Linked DNA regions of Bicyclus anynana: region 2 is linked to region 1. A link is a contact called in public Hi-C data. All regions are on one chromosome and are shown on one strand. Each heading gives the region's core, a stretch centred on a gene start, on an enhancer-like site or on the middle of the called end of the contact. The rest is flanking DNA. Distances are from core to core; before and after follow the strand shown. Region 1 overlaps LOC112045032 (ankyrin repeat domain-containing protein 13D). Region 2 holds the start of LOC112057661.

Region 1 (5,505 bases), core at 1,930-4,429:
ACCAGAATGTTTATTTATTCATAAACTTTTATTCCTGATACACGAACTTTTAAGACAGAAAATTGTTATATGTACCAAGAACGTCAGCATTAGAGCATTGGGTTACACAAACAATATAACTTAACTTAAATTAACTTCTTGCTTGCACATTATACATAGAGGCTTGATAGTCACTTACCACGAAGTGATTTACCACAAAAGTGTAGATTTAAAAAAATACAGGAAGATATGTTTGTCGCAGTTTCGAATCACTTAAACCAAACTATAACTATTGAACTGAAATTTTCAAATTTCGCGACAAATAAAATTTGCGTATGCCTATTTTTAATTCGTTGACTGTAATAAACAATAATTATTCTTGTATGGGCAGGTGCAAATTGATGTCTCGATATTTAAGTGCGTTAGTCACATCTGTGTCAGAAACAATTTTTCTTAATGTTCATTCCGTTCTGCATTTCTCTAAAGAATACCCTCTAAACATGATTAATATTACCCAGTATCATATAATATTAAATATAACGATCCTAAACTTTCCAAAGTTCCATTGAATAACACAATTCTCCTGTAGATACTAAATTACATCGAGATTTATGAAATCAAAATGCAGGAAATTGAACAAGTATAAATAATGGTATCTTTTGTCCGCGCCAGGCTCGCCGTGAACCGGTTGGCGCCGGTCGCAGGTTTGATTCCCCGTTAACGGTTGTTGAATTATCGTTCGTGAATAGTATTTTCCAAAAGTTTCCTGATTGTAATAGCCCGGGAGCCGGTGGATAATTTTGAGTTTGTACTTGTAATCCTGGATATTTTTATACCTTGAACGACAATTTAATTCATTTATTTATTTTAATTACAGTACCTACGTTAAAAAATAACGTACGACGTTTCATAGATTGAAAATTTTACAGCCAAAACTCTCATCTTAAGTAACAAATTGTGAATTTGACAGAATATAGTACGGTGGTTTGCCACATTCTGATAAGAATGTACTGCTTGATGAGTTAGTGAGACTTTTGATTAAGCCCATCCTTAAAAACTCCACCGTCTCCCCGACTATAACTTATCGACTTGAATAAATCAAATTACGCTTCTAAAGTGTACTATTAATTAATTACATAAAGTATGTAAATATAGGACAACTAATACCTATAATAATAGTGAATGTTGTAATTTGTATATAAGTAACGAAAATTAAATTTTAAATACATAGATACAAATTGTGTGTATTCATTTATTTATTTACTACCCCCATAGAATTATATCCCTATTGTAATGTTGGTCTGTCTTGAAAGGGAATACCTACGAAGCTTAGACCCATCACGCTGACATAATGCTGATTGGCGAGATCGGGATGATGAGGTTTTGATTCTGTAACGATTCGTTCAGTTACTTAGCGTGCTATGGAGAGCTAAGCTAGGAGTTTTTGTGAGTGATAAAACCCAGAACGAAAACGCCAAAGAGCGAAAATAACCGACCTCCGGAAAGTGGCTATCGGCAATTGGATGTAAAAAGCCAAAAATAGAGCGAGCTGGCGCTACTTAAAGGAGACCTTTGTCCAGCAGTGGATGTATGATGGCTGATGATAAACGATCACATCAGCTGGCTGGCTGGCTATTTCCTATTTTGGTTTTTATTATCAACCCATCAAAATAAAAAACAAATCAATTGACAAAATGTCATCCACATACTATGATACAAATTACAAATGTCATCCGGTACTTACGGTGTATATCATATAATATGTAGAGGACACTTTGTTGTCCACTTCAATAAGTTGATAATAAAGACCAAAATAGTGAATTAGGCCATAGGTGTATAATGACCGTCACCGATGTCTTAACATGCTCTCCGAGGCACTGGGCTGTAACAAAGGGTTGCCGACTGTACTGTATAATATATATTATTGTACTAAGTATATTTAGGGTCTGCGTATATACTGCAGGAGTAATAAATATACCTTACCTTACCTAATCAGCCGATAGACGTCCACTGCTGGACACAGGCCTCTTGGATGGATCTCCAAGCACAACATATAGCAGCTCCTTGCAACCTGCTTGATATCCTGATAAACGCGAAAATTTGTAAGGATGTTTGTTACATCGCCGCAATTACTGAACCGATTTGGCTAAAATTTGAAGAATGAAAATAGATTTTACTGGATTAACGCATAGGCATTTTCGGAAAATTCCACGGTTCCCGAGTGTTTTGTGAAAAATTAAATTTCACGCGGACGAAGTCGCGGAAATCGCTAGTTACTTATAATATGCAGTTCAGGGAGTCGTATCTTTAGAGCAAACAGGAAATTTGGCGCGATCTCATAAACTATACCTCATTAATATATGAATTTAAGGTACAGAATAGTAAATAAAACCACAAATAAAAAATTCAATATACAGAAATATATTTCATCATTACACAATTCCACGAGTTGTACACATTTATTAGACGCTATTGGAATAGGAATACTTGGATTGGAACACATTACAATATGTATAGCAACACTGCACTTTGGTACGTCTGTTCTGCAAACATTCTTATTTGATCCGTTGACTCTCGCACTATACTCGACAATGATTAAAAATAAATAAATGAGAATACCTTGTAGAGTATAGTGTAAATAATAAATCTAATCAATGTCTGACTGTCTCACTGACTGCAATAAATTGTAAAGGACCATCATTCGCCCAATAAAAGTTTTTGAAAATTTCTGACGGATGGGATTAACATTATCATCTCCTATTAAAAAGTAGATGCACAATCAGCGACCAAAAAACGCCCCAACTCAATGAGTGCTAAACACAACTTCTTGGCACTCAATTCAAGTAGTCGCATTTGCAAATTCAACCTTAAACTCAATCCTTAAAATTGAATTTGTTCTGAATTTTTGATTTTATTGAATGTTGAACTATATTTAAATGCCTTTAGGCATAATTTTCTTTACCAATAATTCTAAAACAGTCAAAGCAAAATTGGCCAGTTTTTAAATGAAATTTTCTACATGATTGTGCGTCCTTTAATTATAAGAGGTCAATGAATGAAATGTATCAATTAGTTCATAAATAGACGGCTGAAAGCGATTCGTTTTGTTCAATAATTAAATTATTTTAAAACTTCAGTATTACAAAGCTTATGACCGCCTAGCGCCACCTACCGAAATACGCAGAAAGCGAAAGTTGTAACCGACGCGTCACAAGATGGCGCTGTTTTGAAATGTCATAAACTGCAGACAGATGGCAGTGTTACAGTCAGATCAGTTTCACAAAACAATACAATCAGTAATCACAGTATGGAACTCCCCTTATATATTAAAATCAAAACTAATGTCAAAATTATCAACAGGAAATAATTGAATTCATTACTATCTACTTCATCAAGATTGCTTTTATTTATATCTGTTATTATTATATAGTCCAATAAAATACTTTATAAATTGCCACAAGTAAGCATTTAAAAAATCTTCGTTGGTATACAATTCTAATCATAAGGAATTTGTAAATATATCAAATTAGTAAATCAAAAGATATGTTTACAAATTACGATTCAATTTTGAAATTAAAGTAAATAATGAAAGGTTATCGGATATTATATGCCAAGCGGTTGCCAGGCAACGCTTTGTTAGTAAACATTCGTCTCCTAATTTGGCTCGAAAAGGTATAAATAGATAATAATTGCATGAATTGTCACTTTAATTCAATGACTTTACATTATTTTAATTACAATAACCTGGCCAATAACACTAGCTGCTCGTTAATGTGATGAAATACCAGTAAAAATAAATTTAAAACCCAAAAAAAAAACAAAAACAAGGGTTTTGTTGTTGTAGAAGCAATGTTGCAAACAATAGGGTAGTTGACTCATATCAAATTTTATATAAGCAATGTTAATTTCGTGTACATCAGTAATAAGGGTCCAAAATATGTCGATATTAATCAATAAAAGTTAAGGATTTCTTATAAAACTTAATTAAAAAATCATGCACTCGTATATTTTTAAATTTTCCAAACGTCGAAAACGCTGTCATCCATCTTGTGACGTCACAGTTTTACTTGATATACTAAACGTCAATCTAAATACGGTCCGTTTGACAAAAATATTATTGGGATTGGCTATAGTGACGTCATGAAACAGTTGAAATATAGACCATCATGGCTGACAGGTGTTTTGGCTCGTATTGTCAAAAAAATATTTAAAAATTCAAATTTTCATGTAATCACGCCTCAATCTAGAAGAACAATAATGAACAATTTAAGACCATTTAAAAAAGTGTCAACTAGCCTATTATAGAGAATAAATCACTTTTGTTTCTATAGAATTCTCTTCTAATTCATGCTCTACAATGTTGAACTGATTAAAATGCAAAAAAAAATAATAAATAATTAATTATTAACTCTGTCAAACTTCTGTCTATTTCTTTTGATATTTGGCACAGGTTATTTTTTATATTATTTTACATAATATAATTATATTATAATAATACTTATGTAAAGTAGGGTGTGGGGCAGTATTAAATTATTAAATTACAAATATAATTTGGAATAGACTTAAATATTATTACTAACATTGCTTAAGAAATTGCAGGCTTCAATTGCCTATATTATGTAAAATAGAAATGTATATAAATATATCTTAATACTAGGACTTAATAAAAGGCCTTATTATCACTATAAAATTTTAAAACGAAAAAAAATTAATGTAAATTATTTCATTCAGTAAATTAAACTAGAATTACAATAGCACACAATAATTTAAATAAAAAATAAAAACCAACATTACTATTGGATATTGAAAATAAATAATAATTCATTAATTGAAATATTGAAATCTATGTAACTGAAATACATTATATTTTGTGTATCAATTTTTACACACGAATAATACTCACTAGACTTTTAATAAAATAGATTTCATTATATTATTTATAATTTGTTTATATTTATAAATACAACAAATAATTCTGGACAATATTATTATGCACATACAAAAATGCACCGTATTAACATTATGTATTATGTTCATTCTCACTCGTAAAGAAAAACTATAAGCTTAAACTTTATAGAAACAAATAAATATTATTGTAAGGCTACATACAAAATTGTATTAATACTTTATGTGTTAAATTGTTGTTGACGAAAACAGATATATTGCGATGTACTTTGATGATACTTTTGAATATGCCATAGAGTATACATACATAGAGCATATAGTCTACAGTATAGACTATAGAGATACAGTTATAACTATGGAATAGACAAATATTCGATGGTACGGTTTGTACGTATTCGATCGCGTAAGAATAAACTTTAATTTAATTTTGTGTCTTACTTTATTTTCCTCTCTAGTGTAAAAGTAAAGTGTATGTAATAGTACATTCTGATATAAATGCGGTAAGTTGAAAATTACAGCCGAGATATTGCTATAGTAAGGAAACAGAGGCTGTAATTATCAAAGCGCACGAATGTCATACGACGCCATTTATACACACTTGGGAGTAAGCACACTTTGAAC
Region 2 (5,346 bases), core at 1,636-4,135, 110 kb before region 1:
AGAAATTTTATTCATTGTTGAATTCCCATAATTTCAGATACACACAGTCTTCAAAACTGCAGTCAATATAGAGCTCCCAGCCAAGAAGTCTGAGCCGATTGTGATACACCTTTTAAGCAAAGTAAGGGATTACAGGACTGATATTTATATACCAGTGCATGCCAGATACCACAATCCAGCCAAAGGTGGAGGGTTAGTAGTTGTTTAGTTCAGTAGCAACTAATTTTAAAGAACCTCAACTGAAAGAGCTGTCTGACACGAGGGATGGTGGTTCGATCCCTACCCCGTTGGTGTATTCCACACCTACTCCTACTAGTCTTTTCCGACCTGCTGGGAGTATAGAGCCATATAAAATAAATAAAAATAGCCTTTATTCACTGAAACTATAAGGATTAGAATGAAATTTTGCTCATGCTCTGAGTTCTGATACATGAGCCAAGATGGTGAATTGGCTGTTTGAAATCCACCCCCATAATATGGATATCAAAATAATAATAATAATAATAATAATTTATTTATTCATCAGAAAGCAGGTTTACAAAGATTACTTAAATATAATAAGACCCAATAAAGAAGAGCAAATGAAAGGGTTTGCTGTCAAGCATACGAAAAAAATGGTCACATGACTCAAATCCAATATTTGTAATTTTTAGTGCGTGCTAAGAGCGTGTTTTTTAGTTTTTTAACTGTTTAAAGTTATTTAGTTTTTTAAATATTCATGTTATTTTGTAGTATGGTCAGGAACGAGATACCAGTGCCCAAGGTATACCTCCTGTGCCCTGACAGTCGGCTGGAGCGCTGCGACGACTTGTATGCTGAGCTGACACATCCAAATAACTTCTGCTCAGAGCATGTATCCAAAGAGAACTGCACATGGAAAGAAATACCCATCATTATGGTATGTAGCATCACCACCAGCCTTTTAATGACCCATTACATGACTTTATAGGAGAGGGGATATGGAACTTGGACTCACCACTCTGCTTCAATGCGGGTTGGTGGGCTCAAAGGGTTTTAATGTTATAATGATGTATTCCTTGGCTGAGTTTGTTGTGGGATCTTCTCGAAAGAAGGCTTTGGAACCCTCATAACTTGTAATTTAAAGTTTTCAACAAATTATTATTACCATTATCTAATAATATTTCCTGACGATTCGAAAATGTCTAATTGAAATAAATGGATTTTGACTTTTACTGCCGTGTGACGCAGTGGGTAGGAACCTCGCTTTCTGCATCCTCTGCATCGGTTGTGGGTTCCATTCCAGGTAAAATTAAATATGTCGGCCTATTGCAATCTCTCGTTCTATCTTAGTGGATCAAGGACAAGGATGATGATGCTTACAAATTAGCCCTTGTTTATTACAATCTCACCTGATGGTAAGTGACGACGCAATCTATAATGGAAGCGGGCTAACTTGTTAGGACGAGGATGAAAATCCACACACCTTTCGGTTTCTACACGGCATCGTACCGGAACGCGAAACTTGTCAGCAAAAGAAAGAAAGTAGGTACTTTTGCTGACAAGGGAGGTGGAGGGGTAAATAAGTGTAACAAACCTGCTTACGCAATACTTAAACAGCCGCTCATTACTAACCTGTATTGGATAAAGAATTTTATATTATTATCTAAAAGAAAGACAGAAAGATTTTTATTTTTATATTTTTGAGTAATGCCACATATTACGTTATTAAATACTAAATTATTCTATAGTTAAGCTGCCCACACAAACAGTTAGGCAATAAAAAAAGAATGCCCTGCAATGTGTGGAATAAGGTTCCAACTTAGTATTTTGCCACATACAAAAAAAAAGTATGCAGCACAGCTTGTACGTTAAGTGCCTAGTTAAAAGCCTTGTTCACGCCACTGATCGGTGGTCCGGTGGCAGGTGACGGCGCCCCTGTCCTGGCACGTGCCGGTGGGCGACACGGAGCACTACGCGCTGGTGGCGGGCGGCACCGCGCTGGTGATAGCGCTGGGCTCGCTCTACCTCCTCAACACCCTGCGACGGTACCACTCACTCGCACACAGGAATAATAAAAAGATTTCATGAAAATATTTGCCGGCTTTTATTTTAATTACCCCCTATTTAACCCTCGTCGTTATCAACCCATATTCGGCTCACTGCTGAGCTCCTCTCAGAATGAGAGGGGTTAGGCCAATAGTCCACCACGCTGGCCTAATGCGGATTGGCAGACTTCACACACGCAGAGAATTAAGAAATTCTCTGGTATGCAGGTTTCCTCACGATGTTTTCCTTCACCGATTGAGACACGTGATATTTAATTTCTTAAAATGCACACAACTGAAAAGTTGGAGGTGCATACCCCGGACCGGATTCGAACCCACACCCTCCGGAATCGGGGGCAGAGGTCATATCCACTGGGCTATCACGGCTCATTTAACCCTATAATCCTACTAATATTATAAACGCGAAAGTTTGTATGGATGTTTGTTACTCTTTAACGCCGCTACTACTGATTTGGCAGAAATTTGGAATGGAAATAGATTTTACTCTGGATTGACACATAGGCTACTTTTTATCCCGAAAAATCCATGGTTTCCCGAGATTTGCAAAAATTGATGATATGAATGTTTGTTACCCTTTCACGCCTCGAGTACTGAACCGAATTAGGTGTTAAGATATATTATAGCCTGGATTAACACATAGGCTACTTTTTATCCCGGGAAAATCCATGGTTTTCATGGCTCATCATCATGATTTGTGAAAAACTAAATTCCACGCGGATGAAGACGAAGTTTTTTTATAAATTAACTAGCGGACGCCCGCGACTTCGTCAGCGTGAAATTCGATGTTAACTTTCAACTACCCCTACCCCTTTTTCTAATTTTCCGCGCAATTTTCAAATTTTTTCTGTCATAGGAACCTTCTGACATAAACACAAAAAAAAAATCGTGAAATCGGTCCAGCTTTTTATGAGTGATGGCGTGACTAAGAGATATATGGATTCATTTTAATATACCTATACGAAGTCACAGAGTAGCAAAATAAATCAATTATTCGCTAGTCTTTCAGCGACGACGTCATTATTTCGTGCCATTTTGTATGGGGTGTTTTACATTATGTAAATACAATATTCACCAGTGATAATTGCTATGTTATAAGTTTCAGGCAAATTTGCAAAACAGCTGATATTGTTGTCCTTCATATTTCTATCGAAATTCAATATTACGAATTAAAAAAAATTAAATAGATCACCACTATAAATTATTTAAAACTAGCAGACGCCCGCGACTTCGTCCGCGTGAAAATCAATGTTAACTTTCAGCCCTACTTCACCTTTACTTTAAGAGTTGAATTTTAAAAATTCTTGAAACACATTAGATTTCGTGTTTTTTTATGATTTCTGAACAAATTTTTAAAACTCTAAAACTTTTAACCCCTATTTCACCCCCTTTTTATTTTAGGGTCCAAAAGTAGCCTATAATTACCTCCAAAGTCTCATTTATCATTATACCAAAGTTCATCTTGATCGGTTCAGCCGTTTAGCCGTGAAAAGGTAACAGACAGACTTACTTTCGCATTTATAATATTAGTATAGTTAATGAAAACAATAACATTAAAGTTTGCTTGCTATCGCGAGTTACCGCCATCTGCATGAAAAGGCTCGAACTACTACGTGTGGTGAGAGGTGGCGATGCACGATGCATCAGGGCAAGTATCTAAAACAGCGCCATCTATTATTATTAATTAAGCACAGATAATGTCATTTCCTAGATTTTTAAAAATACCTACAGGAAATCGGGACCCGTGTAATAGTAAAGGTTTAAAAATAAATCGGTTATTTTAAAATACAAAACTACTTTGCGAGTAATTGAACTTGTGCATAGCTAACAGTTAGGTATTTAAATAGCAAGCGGAATTCCGCGGACTATATCTATAGGCAATTATTGTGCGCTCTGTGAAATTGTCGCTCGACCGCAAAGTGCAGACGGGGGTCCGATGCCCTCGGATTAGAGATCGTTACCGGCCGTAATGACCCCCGGCTGCGGTTCCGGCCGACGACTCGCCGCGCGCTCGGCCGAGTGGCCCGATGAGCGTGTAGCTCGCTCGGTGCGTCCTCTGCGTGTTTCACTAACATGAGCCCCACATGAGCCCGAAGCGGCGAGCACCCGCTCCGAGCCGGCGACGAGCCGGGCGGGCCAGCTCCCGCTCGCCCGGGCCGCTCGCCCCGGGCAGCGCCGCGGCGCACAGATATGGATTTAAGATTAACGAGGGCACGCAGGCGGCGGCGCGCGCGGGGCGGGCGGGTGTTTACGTGCGGCGGGTGCAGGGCGTGCAGGCGGCGGCCGATCGATGCTGGGCGGGGCGCGGCGCGCGCGGGGGGCGCGGGGGCGGGGCGAGCGCGGCCGCCAGTCCGCCTCGGGGCCGCGTTCGCGTGGTCGTCGCCCGAGAGTGTCGTGCGGCGGCCGGAGTGTCTCCGCGAGCGCTCGGCGGCGGCGGCGAGCCTCGCGCCGCCCGCCTCGATGCCGCGCGCGGCCGCAGCGCACCCCCGCCCCGCGCCCCCTCCGCCCGCGCCCGGCGCCGCGCGCGCAGCGCCGCGCCCGCGCCGCCCGAGCCCCCGCGCCCGCGCCTGCGGCCCGTGTTCCTGTGGGCGCGCCAGCTCGACGGCACCGTGCAGGAGGTCCGCTGCGAGGACTACGACGCGCGCAACCGCCTGCGCCTAGCGCGCACCGCCAGCGGCTGGCGCGTCATCCCGCGCACCGAGATCTACAACGCGATCCGCGTGCCCCCGCCGCCCGCGCGCGCCCCCCGCGAGCGTCGCCGGCGCCGCCGCTGCGCCCGCTCGCGCCGCCGCGCGCGCGCGCCCGAGCCCGCGCTGTGGCAGCCCGACCTGGAGTCGCACATCCCGTCGCACACGATCGCCGTGCCGCGCGCGCCGCCCGAGCCCACACCGCTCGACAACCTGCTGGCCGTGGCCGAGCTGGAGTTCAACCAGCAGCTGGACGGCGCGGCCTACTCGTTCCTGCCGGCCGAGCAGGTCGCGCGCGACGTCATGTCGTTCGAGCTGGGCGAGCCCGAGCCGTCCGACGAGCTGGGCGCGCACAAGGATCTCTTCGAGACGATCAGCGAGGCGCACTACCTGCCGGAGCTCGGCGGGCCCCACGACGAGGAGTTGCTCGAGTCCCTGGTGGAGAAAGGTTGTGAAGATAATCAGATCCTGGTAGACCAGGCTCTGGACAAGCTGTCGCACCTCGTGCACGGAACCGGCGAGTACGGCGTCGAGGACGACATGCTCCTGAGCGACGCCCCCGTTTCGGAAATCATGAACCGACTGGAGCAGACTCTCGAATCACCCGGACAGAGCAGCATCACCGCGGCGCAGGG

What was found. A called contact is a pair of places that touch in the nucleus more often than the background predicts.
Region 2: a contact with region 1 is called in a Hi-C map of whole larva, with 7 times the contacts expected there. The contact joins the promoter of LOC112057661 here to the enhancer-like site in region 1. A contact is called at or near these places in 2 of 2 Hi-C or Micro-C datasets (whole body and whole larva).

Annotation. Positions count from the first base shown.
Region 1 is chr14:15,699,440-15,704,944 of ilBicAnyn1.1, reverse strand. LOC112045032 (ankyrin repeat domain-containing protein 13D) reads right to left here. Exons shown (of 12, transcript XM_052885388.1): 12 at 2,380-5,505. LOC112057661 reads left to right here. Exons shown (of 2, transcript XM_052885390.1): 2 at 1-1,222. Among protein-coding and RNA genes, the nearest start is that of LOC112045032, 15 kb to the right of the region's middle. Within about 2 kb of position 3,179, at least 8 of the 8 cell types and tissues checked have open chromatin away from gene starts, as enhancers often do.
Region 2 is chr14:15,809,924-15,815,269 of ilBicAnyn1.1, reverse strand. LOC112057661 reads left to right here and starts at 2,885. Exons shown (of 2, transcript XM_052885390.1): 1 at 2,885-5,346. The coding sequence starts at 4,109. It overlaps LOC112057659 (phosphatidylinositol-glycan biosynthesis class X protein), which reads left to right. Exons shown (of 5, transcript XM_052885391.1): 3 at 38-192; 4 at 733-898; 5 at 1,885-2,054. The coding sequence ends at 2,049.